Linked DNA regions of Sus scrofa: regions 1 and 2 are each linked to region 3. Evidence: chromatin contacts called from public Hi-C and HiChIP or PLAC-seq data. All regions are on one chromosome and are shown on one strand. Each heading gives the region's core, a stretch centred on a gene start, on an enhancer-like site or on the middle of the called end of the contact. The rest is flanking DNA. Distances are from core to core; before and after follow the strand shown.

Evidence for each region. A called contact is a pair of places that touch in the nucleus more often than the background predicts. HiChIP or PLAC-seq counts read pairs in DNA pulled down with a chosen protein or histone mark.
Region 1: a contact with region 3 is called in a Hi-C map of subcutaneous adipose tissue, with 4 times the contacts expected there. The contact joins the promoter of TMBIM1 here to the promoter of USP37 in region 3. A contact is called at or near these places in 1 of 5 promoter capture datasets (fetal liver), 1 of 47 Hi-C or Micro-C datasets (subcutaneous adipose tissue) and 1 of 2 datasets of contacts at active chromatin or transcription factors (alveolar macrophages).
Region 2: an H3K27ac HiChIP or PLAC-seq map of alveolar macrophages shows a contact between it and region 3. The contact joins the promoter of RNF25 here to the promoter of USP37 in region 3. A contact is called at or near these places in 1 of 5 promoter capture datasets (liver), 3 of 47 Hi-C or Micro-C datasets (blood, heart right ventricle and skeletal muscle) and 2 of 2 datasets of contacts at active chromatin or transcription factors (alveolar macrophages and skeletal muscle).

The regions. Positions count from the first base shown.
Region 1 is chr15:120,363,649-120,366,348 of Sscrofa11.1, reverse strand. TMBIM1 (protein lifeguard 3) reads left to right here and starts at 1,294. Exons shown (of 12, transcript XM_021076202.1): 1 at 1,294-1,414. All of the region lies in intron 2 of PNKD (probable hydrolase PNKD), which reads right to left.
Region 2 is chr15:120,718,356-120,721,055 of Sscrofa11.1, reverse strand. It overlaps RNF25 (E3 ubiquitin-protein ligase RNF25), which reads left to right and starts at 1,283. Exons shown (of 10, transcript XM_021076485.1): 1 at 1,283-1,793. The coding sequence starts at 1,753. It overlaps STK36 (serine/threonine-protein kinase 36), which reads right to left and starts at 1,421. Exons shown (of 28, transcript XM_021076483.1): 1 at 1,283-1,421; 2 at 744-921. The coding sequence starts at 827.
Region 3 is chr15:120,588,788-120,591,533 of Sscrofa11.1, reverse strand. USP37 (ubiquitin carboxyl-terminal hydrolase 37) reads left to right here and starts at 1,304. Exons shown (of 24, transcript XM_003133658.6): 1 at 1,304-1,561. CNOT9 (cell differentiation protein RCD1 homolog) reads right to left here and starts at 1,180. Exons shown (of 9, transcript XM_001925220.5): 1 at 758-1,180. The coding sequence starts at 781.

The DNA of each region.
Region 1 (2,700 bases), core at 45-2,544, 230 kb after region 3:
TCCCATCGTGGTGCAGCGGAAAGGAATCTGACTAGGAACCATGAGGTTGTGGGTTTGATCCCTGGCTTCACTCAGTGGGTTAAGGATCCCGTGTTGCCATTAGCTGTGGTGTAGGTCACAGACAACAGCTCAGATCTGGCTTCAATTAGACCCCTAGACTGGGAACCTCCATATGCTGCAGGAGCAGCCCTAAAAAGGCAAAAGACAAAAAAAAAAAAAAAAAAAAAAGAAGAAAAAAGAAAAAGAGAAAGAAAGAAAGGAAAAGTGCTTACTGATGGGTTTGGAATCAGGAAATGCTCAGGTGGTCCTGGTTGTCTAGCTATGTTTTGTCAGGTCACCACCGACTGCCATTCAAAAAGAAAAAGTGTCAACAGGCTGTGAATGACATTTAGTGACAGTGTGATCTGTAGCTACCAGCCTGAGAAAAGCACCTTAAATAAAGCTGTTCATCTACTGGAAGCCTTGGCGTAATGGAAAAAAAACATGGACTTTGGAACTATGTAAACTCGGCAATGTTTCAAAACTTCCCAGAACTTACTTCCTTATCGGCAACATGGAACGACCAAGTACATCCTGCCATTAGTGGCTGGGAGGGTGGAGAAAGCTCCCAACCCAACGTTGTGCACTGAGAGAAGTTATCCACATCCCAGGATTTCTGACCCTAAATCACCTGCTTTCCTGGTTGAAGAAACTTCAGGCAGGCAATGCCATGGTTCCCAGGGCCAGAGAATCTAAGTTCCGTCCATCTCTACATTTGGACATTTGAAGTTTTTATACTTGAAAAGCACATTTGGCTTAAAAACATGAAATTGTCAACAATGTTCATCATGATTTATGTCTAATAATGAGAAAATGGGAAACAACTTAAATGTCCTTAAAAGTAGGAAACCGATTTTATAAATGGGCATAACTATGTGATAGAATACTTTGAGGCGTTAAAACTATGCTTCTGAAGAATACTTAGTGACAAGAAAAATGTTCATGATAAAATGTGAAATAAAAGATAAGCAACAAAGATTGTGCAATAGGACCCCACTCCAGAAAAACAAGTGATACACAGAGCTATATAAGCAAAGAAACACTAAAATGCAAGCGCTTGCCGCTGGCATTCAGGAGGAGTGGAACAAAATCAACTATACTTTAAGAAAATGCATTTTTGTGTTTTGAATTTCCAACAAGGATCATATGCTGCCTTAAAATGCGAAACCTCTAAAGTTCTTGCGGGGAGGAGCACGACCCGGGAGGACGCAGGCGGGACCCGGGGCGGACCCCAGCGCCCCCTGGCGGCACCCCGAGGCCACGCCCCAGGGGCCGGCGCGTCGGGGCGGGGCGCGGAGACCCAGCCCAGCCCAGGCCTGCGCGGGTGGTGCCGGACTCGCGACGCCGGGAGGTCGGGAACGCACAGTCGAGAGCGGTAGGCAAGCCAGGGGGCTCGGGACCGGCGGGAATGGGGCACCGCGGGCCGGCGGGGAGCGGGCCGGGGCTGAGGCGGCCCTGGGACGGGGCCCCAAACTTTCTCGGAGTGCGTGGAGGGCGGGAGTGGGGCTCTGTCGCCCTCACCTTTGGCGTTTCGATTTCCCTGTGCGTCCCGGGCGGGCGAGTGACGCCTGCTTAGCTTGGGGAGCCGAGCTGCGGGTTGTGCGCACAGGTGATCGTGGCCGGGGTCTGAGGGTGTCCTGTCCCCCGCTTCTTGGCGCGTGTCTATCGCAGGGCGTGGCCACCGCGCCAGCCCCAGGGTGGCCAGCTGTGCGCGGGATAAAGGCTCTCTGGGCCCTGGGCTGGTGAGAGGGGGAGGGGAGGCCGCCCAGGGCCCCTGCCCCGGCCTCTGCTTGGCTCTGCCCGCCCCCGGTGCCAGCTGTGGTGTCCACTGGTGACCGAGTATTTGAGTGCGTGGGGAACCGGGTGGAAGTGAAAGCCGTGAGCAGCCCACATCCTTGGCGTGAGGAAGACGCCACCTCTGTCAGGACGACTTTGCCTCAGCCGGCCCACTTCTAACCTCCGCCCCCAAGCTGGGTTCACAAAGTACTATCTTCCTCGTGGCCTCTTTGGGTTGGAGCAAAACAAACAGGAAAAGAGAGGGGAAAACGGTGGAGCCAGGGGACAGTGGCAGGAAAAGTAGAGGAGGGCTGCTGGGAAGCTGGGCCCCAATCTTGTGGGTTCTGCACCAGCTTCTGTTCTCTGGGGCACCATCCCCTCTCCGGCCAGGGTGGCCTCTGTGTGGTATCCAGGGATTGGAGTTCCTCCTGAGAAACCTGGACATGGGATGGGGAGGGATGGGTAGCCTGGGAACCAGGGTCAGAGCCAGATGTCATGGAAGGTCCCTGGGGTGTCCAGTTCTCGGGGCTCTGAAATATTCATCTCACTGGTGAGCTTTGGTTTCAGTGCTGGCGCCTTTGGCTTGGCCAGTGGTGGCAGGAGAGCCAGGCCCTTCCTTGAGGCTAATATGTCTGAGGCAAGGGGGCAGCCATACTTCCTCCTCACCTGCCTGCTCTCTTGGTCTCTCCAACCATGAGGACCCAGAGACCCGGTTTATAACTTAGAAAGAAGTAGTGGGACCACACAGGGTCAAGGGCCCTGACTTCCTGCCTTCTTGTGCTATGACCTCAGGGCCTCACCTGTAAAAACAGCACGTCAGAGAGGTAATGACAGGGGTGCACCTTAAGTCTGGAGAGAACCTCATATCCTGAGCTGGGTAATAGC
Region 2 (2,700 bases), core at 34-2,533, 130 kb before region 3:
GTGGATTCTGGGAGAGGTGTTTCTATCTGGATAAAGAACTCAAGATCTAAGGGATTTAGGGTAAAGAGAAGGAAGGAAAAATGAAAAGGGAAGAATAGAGTTCAGGCAGTTATCTCTTCCTACATGGCACAATAGAGAAGAATAATTGTTAATAATTTGTTGTTTACAGAGTTCCCATCGTGGCACAGCAGAAACGAATCCAACTAGGATCCACGAGGTTGCAGGTTTGATCCCTGGACTCGCTCAGTGAGTTGTGGTGTACGTCGCAGACGCAGCTTGGATCCTGCACTGCTATAGCTGTGGTGTAGGCTGGCAGCTGTAGCTCCAATTAGACCCCTGGCCTGGGAACCTTCAAATGCTGTGCGTGTGGCCCTAAAAAGCAAAAATAATAACAATAATAATAGTAAGAATTTGTTGTTTACTAGGTGCCAGGCACTGTACTGATCCAGTATGACAGCACACAATCCTCAAGCCCCATCAATCTGACGCTGTTCTTATTTTCAATCTATAGATAAGGAAACACACAGACAGGTTGAGTAACTTGGCTATAGTTCTAAGGCTGCAAAGTCGGTGGAGCTAGGATCTGAACCCATCTGAACCCAAATAATCCCGTTTCAGAGCTCAAACTCTGTAAGAAGTAAGGAGTCAGTGCCTTAGGGAAACACGTCGATATGTTGGCTGCATTCTCCACTGGAGATGAGGGTATGGAATCCCACCCAAGAGATATCGTCTTTGTTCACCACCTGAGCACTGTATTTTCTTCGACCCTTGTACACCCTCCCAAAAGAGCCTTCTCCAATCATCTCCAACACGTGGTACTTTTCCATGACAACAGAGCGTTCAGGATCCCTCAGAAGGAAGGAAGTAGAGATGGTGATGAAGGGCTACTGCTCCAGGGACAGCTCCACACATCTGGGAGGCCTGGTTCGGGCAGGGAAGAAAGGTTAAAGTTAGCTGCCTTGCCTTTTCCTCTTTTTCACAACAATCCAGGCCTCATAAACAAGAAAAGGTGGAGGGGACGGAAAAATGAGATCTTGGAGCAGAGCGCCTCCTGCAGTTCTCCCTCCTTGTCTCCTCCGGTCCCCCACCCCAACCTCGTTCCCACCCGACCCTGGGCCCCCCCTTCCCCCTCCACCCAGCCTCGCCCACCAGACCACCGCCCCCTTCACCCAGACACTCCCCTCGACCCCGCCCTCTCTACCCAGCCTCGCCCACCAACCCCGCCCCTCCACCCAGCCTCGCCCACCGACCCCGCCCCTTCCAGCCACCCAAAGTTCCTGACCCTGCCAACCACCTCAGCACCCCTCGGCACACGTCGTGCCCGCGCGCTTCGCAGAAGCCCCTCTCACCCCCAGCCTAGGAGCTTCAAGCTCCTCAGGCCGAGGGACACCGGCGCTGGCCTTCAGCCCCGCCCTTTCTGGCTGCCTGCGTACTTTGCCTGACTTAGTATTCTTCCCCACCCCCACCACCGATCTCTTTAGGCTCCTATTATTACCGATTTTACTCGCTAGAACCGGTCAGAGGTGCGGAGGAGAAAGACGTTAGGGGTGAGGGAGAGACGGTGGGCTGCCCACAGGCCCTTACTAGGGCACCTCCGAACCGTCCCTCGGCCATCAGGACCTTCTAAGGACCTGGAGTCTGCGGTTGCCTAGAAACGGCCGCTAGCCACCCTCCCTCCCGCCCCCACTTATACTTTCCGCCTCCTGCTGCCCCCGAGGGTATTTCCGGTTCCGGCTGCGAGCCGCAGAAGACATGGCGGCGTCTGCGTCGGCAACTGCAGGGGAGGAGGACTGGTAACTTTGGGGGCATGGGCTTTGGCTGACCGCCTGGATCCGGTCCGGGGGGGCTAGCTGCGGCCGCGGATGATCCGTATGGCTGGCGTGTGGGGCGGAGCGAGGGATGCGGGATGGCAGAGATGCTGACAACTCTTGCTAAGAGAGTTCTGGACTGGGGAGCCGGTGGGTGGAGGGGCGTCGATCTGACCCGAAGAAGACCTCATCAGCACCGCCCTGGCCAGTTCAGGCCGCGCCTTATCTGCTTCGATGCCCTGTCCTCCGGCTTCACCCCGTCCCATTCTCTCCTTCTGAAGTGCTCGGGGTCCCTGGGGATACCTGTTTCTCAGCTCTCTCCCCCCAGCCCCATCATTTTTACTTCCCGGAACCGATGTCCTCCAGTTCCCATCCCCCTTTCCCCTGGATCAGCCTGTTTTCTCTAAGGCTTTCCTCAGCCTTCTCCCTCCTCGACAGCACTAATGAGGACTCTTGTCTGTATAAAGCTTTACACCTCACAAGAAGCTCTCTTAGTCCTTCTCTCAAGCATTCTTAACAAGGGACCAGAACCTGGAAGCATTCTGGGATTCGGAAATAGATAAATATAGGTTCGCTTCAAGATTTATTAGCTGCGTGATGCTGACCAGGCCACCTAGCTTCTGTGAGTCAGTGTCTTCAGCTGTAAAGAAAAGTGGGTGTGGCATCTACCTCATAGAATAGTTGAGAGGGTCAGGATGGATTTGTAACATACATAAGCCTTCTTTTCATTAATAACTCTGAGGTGTAGGCACCTGAGGAGACTAGATGAAGCCCGAAGAGGGAAAATGATTCACCACAAGGTACATAGTTATGACTAGGAATCCAGGTTTTCTGACTCCAAACCTTATGTTTGAAGTCCTAGGACATTCTGTGTTTCCCCCCACCCCCTTTT
Region 3 (2,746 bases), core at 55-2,554:
GAAAAGATGGAACTGAGGCCAGTGTAGCTGGAGCCTGCGGAGCAGTGACAAGAGACTGAAAACGAGGGTCAGGAACATAACGTTCAGGGAGGACCTTGTAGGCCGAGGCAAGGAGTCTGGATATTATCTCAATGCAATGGGAAGCCATAGGATTACTTCAGGCAGGTTGATTTACACTGTTTTTCTTGGTGAAAGATCACGCTGGTAAAACGAGATGTGAAAAAAGGTTGTAATCTCAGAGAATCGAAAGTCAAACGTAGTAACTGTTCACTTCTCCGGGTCTCGGATTTTGCATCTGTAAAGCAAGTGGCATGAGCTAAAAGCCATTTCCTCCCCGCCGCGATGTGCCTAGGCTGGGAGTTTCGACAGCATGGGTCATGTCAGACAAACTGCGGAACTCCCCTCGCTCCGCCGACGCCAAGCACGCAACTGACGCCCTGAAACTGTTGGTCAAGCAAATGAATCAATGAATGGCGGGTCGGGGCTGCGAAGGAGGCGCTCTGGCCGCGGGACCAGGCCCCGGGGCCTGAAAAGAACGCACTACGCGGCACGCCAGAGGCCGCGAGAGCCGGCCGGCGAGGAAAGCGGGGGCCTGCTCCGCCACAGCCAAGCGCGGCGAGGAGGGAGGCCCGGGCCTCGCGGGTTGAGGGCAGGAGGAGCAGGACTCCCGGACCGAGACAGGGAGCTGGAAAAGAAGGCCGAAACGCGGGGTTAAGGAAGGCTTCTGGGCCCCAGGCCTGGCGGCCCGGGCACTTACCGCAGCCGTCGCCAGACTGTGCATGTTGGGAGCGGCCGCCGCTCTCCTCCAACTGCCGGACGCGCCGGACTCGCGTCCCAGCTTCAGCGCCTCTGCCGCCAAAGATGATGAGCCGCCGCAGCCGCCATCCGCCTCCGGCTCGCTCCGCCCCCTTCGCAGCCCTCTGACCTTTCACCTCTGACCCCTCCCACACTACCTCTTCCCGCCTCTCAGCTCTCCAAAGAGTTAACAGTCCTAGAGTTTATCCTTTGTCCCTTAAGATTCAGGACCAGAAGGACGTCTGCCACCTACTAGTCCTCGCATTCCCCGGCTCGGAGCAGGTATCCCCATAGAGGGGCGTGAACTCTGAGCCTCCTCCAGAGGCCAGTAAAGGGCGGGAAAAACCCGGCAGTCTGGAGGGGACAAGTAGTGCGCATGCCCAACAGGGCTGACGCGGAGGGAAATGGTGGGCGGTGCAAAGTGCGTGAGATGGATAGTGCGCGTGCGTACTACGATCAGTACAGGGGCGGGGCTACCTCTGCGAGATTTCCCTCGGTGCTGGGGCGGGGCGAGGGCGTAGGAGGGGCGGAGTTTCCAGGCTTTCGCGCACGCACCTCGTCTGGTCGCGTCGAGTGTGCGTGCGTGCGTGCGTGTTTGCGTGTGGTCACAGTTCCCGCCATCAGCCGCTCTCCCTGACTGGGGGAGTGAGCGGCCCCTCTCTTTCGTGTTTGGTGTCCCTTCCTTCCTTACCCCCAGCTCCTCCCCCTCCGCTTGGACTCCGTGCTTCCGGCAGGCCTGTCCGGCGCTCCGGACTCGCGGGCACAGGTAAGGCGGGCCCGGCGAGCGTCTCCACAGAGCCGTTTTACCCTGGCCCCCCCACCCCCCGCCCCTTGCGGTCCGCCCACTCGGCGTTCACTCCTCTGGAGTTCGTCCGGCTGCTGCTCAGCCCGCCCCCATCCCCGCGACGCCCCCTCTGGCCTCACAGGTACTCTACTTGGGTCTTCCCCCAGGCTTTCCCCCTCCTTTGACCTGGTCTTTTACTGTCACTCGCTCCCCCCCGCAACTCAAACCTGGCTCCTTTTTGCTGGGGGCTGTCCTCCGCTGCGCCCCCCTTAGCGAGGCCTGCTATCACTTAAGGTGACTTCCGTTGCCGCACGTCCATCAGGCCTTGGGACATGATACTGTTTCATTCTATTGACCATTCTTCATCTTCTCTCCCTTAACCATCTCTTAACTAAAAAGCATGAATTGTATTTTTGTCGTGGTTTTGGTTGGTTGTTCCCCATCTTTAGCCATCGGATCAGATTGTCAGGTTTACCCGTTGTAGGTCATGACACGAAAAGATAATTGATGACAAAATCCTCTTTCTGGAGAGTTGGCCTGGAGTAATTTTATAATCCTTTCAAAATGTAGTTTCTGTGTAAATGCCTATTTTGTGGAGGCACTATCCGACATGTCTAACTGGAAAAGCTATCAGAGGATGTCAAGTAGGCAGTTGATTATACTGGGTTTGCGCTCAGAATAGAGTTCTGAGTGGATATATAGGCAGATGTGTGTGTATATAACTATATACAGGTCTGTGCGTGCATGTATATATATCTATATCTATATGTATATATCTGTTATGTTGAAAGTAATTGAAGCTCTGGTTGTGGATGAAATTGCCTAAAAAGAGTACAGTGCTAGAAAGGAAGGGGACCTCGGATGGGGCACTGAGGAATTCTTGGCATTTCGTAGCTGGATAGAGGAGTACAAGTTTTGTAGAAAAGGTGAAAGAAGTTATCAGTAGTGTTGAATTCCGGGAGTTCCTATAGTGGCTCAGCGGTAACGAACCCCAGACTAGTAACCATGAGGACTCAGGTTCCATCCCTGGCCTCACTCAGTGGGTTAAGAATCCAGCATTGCTATGAGCTGTGGTGTAGGTTGCAGAGAAGGTTTGGATCCCACGTTGCTGTGGCTGTGGTGTAGGCCTGCAGCTGCAGCTCCGATTGGACCCCTAGCCTACTAATT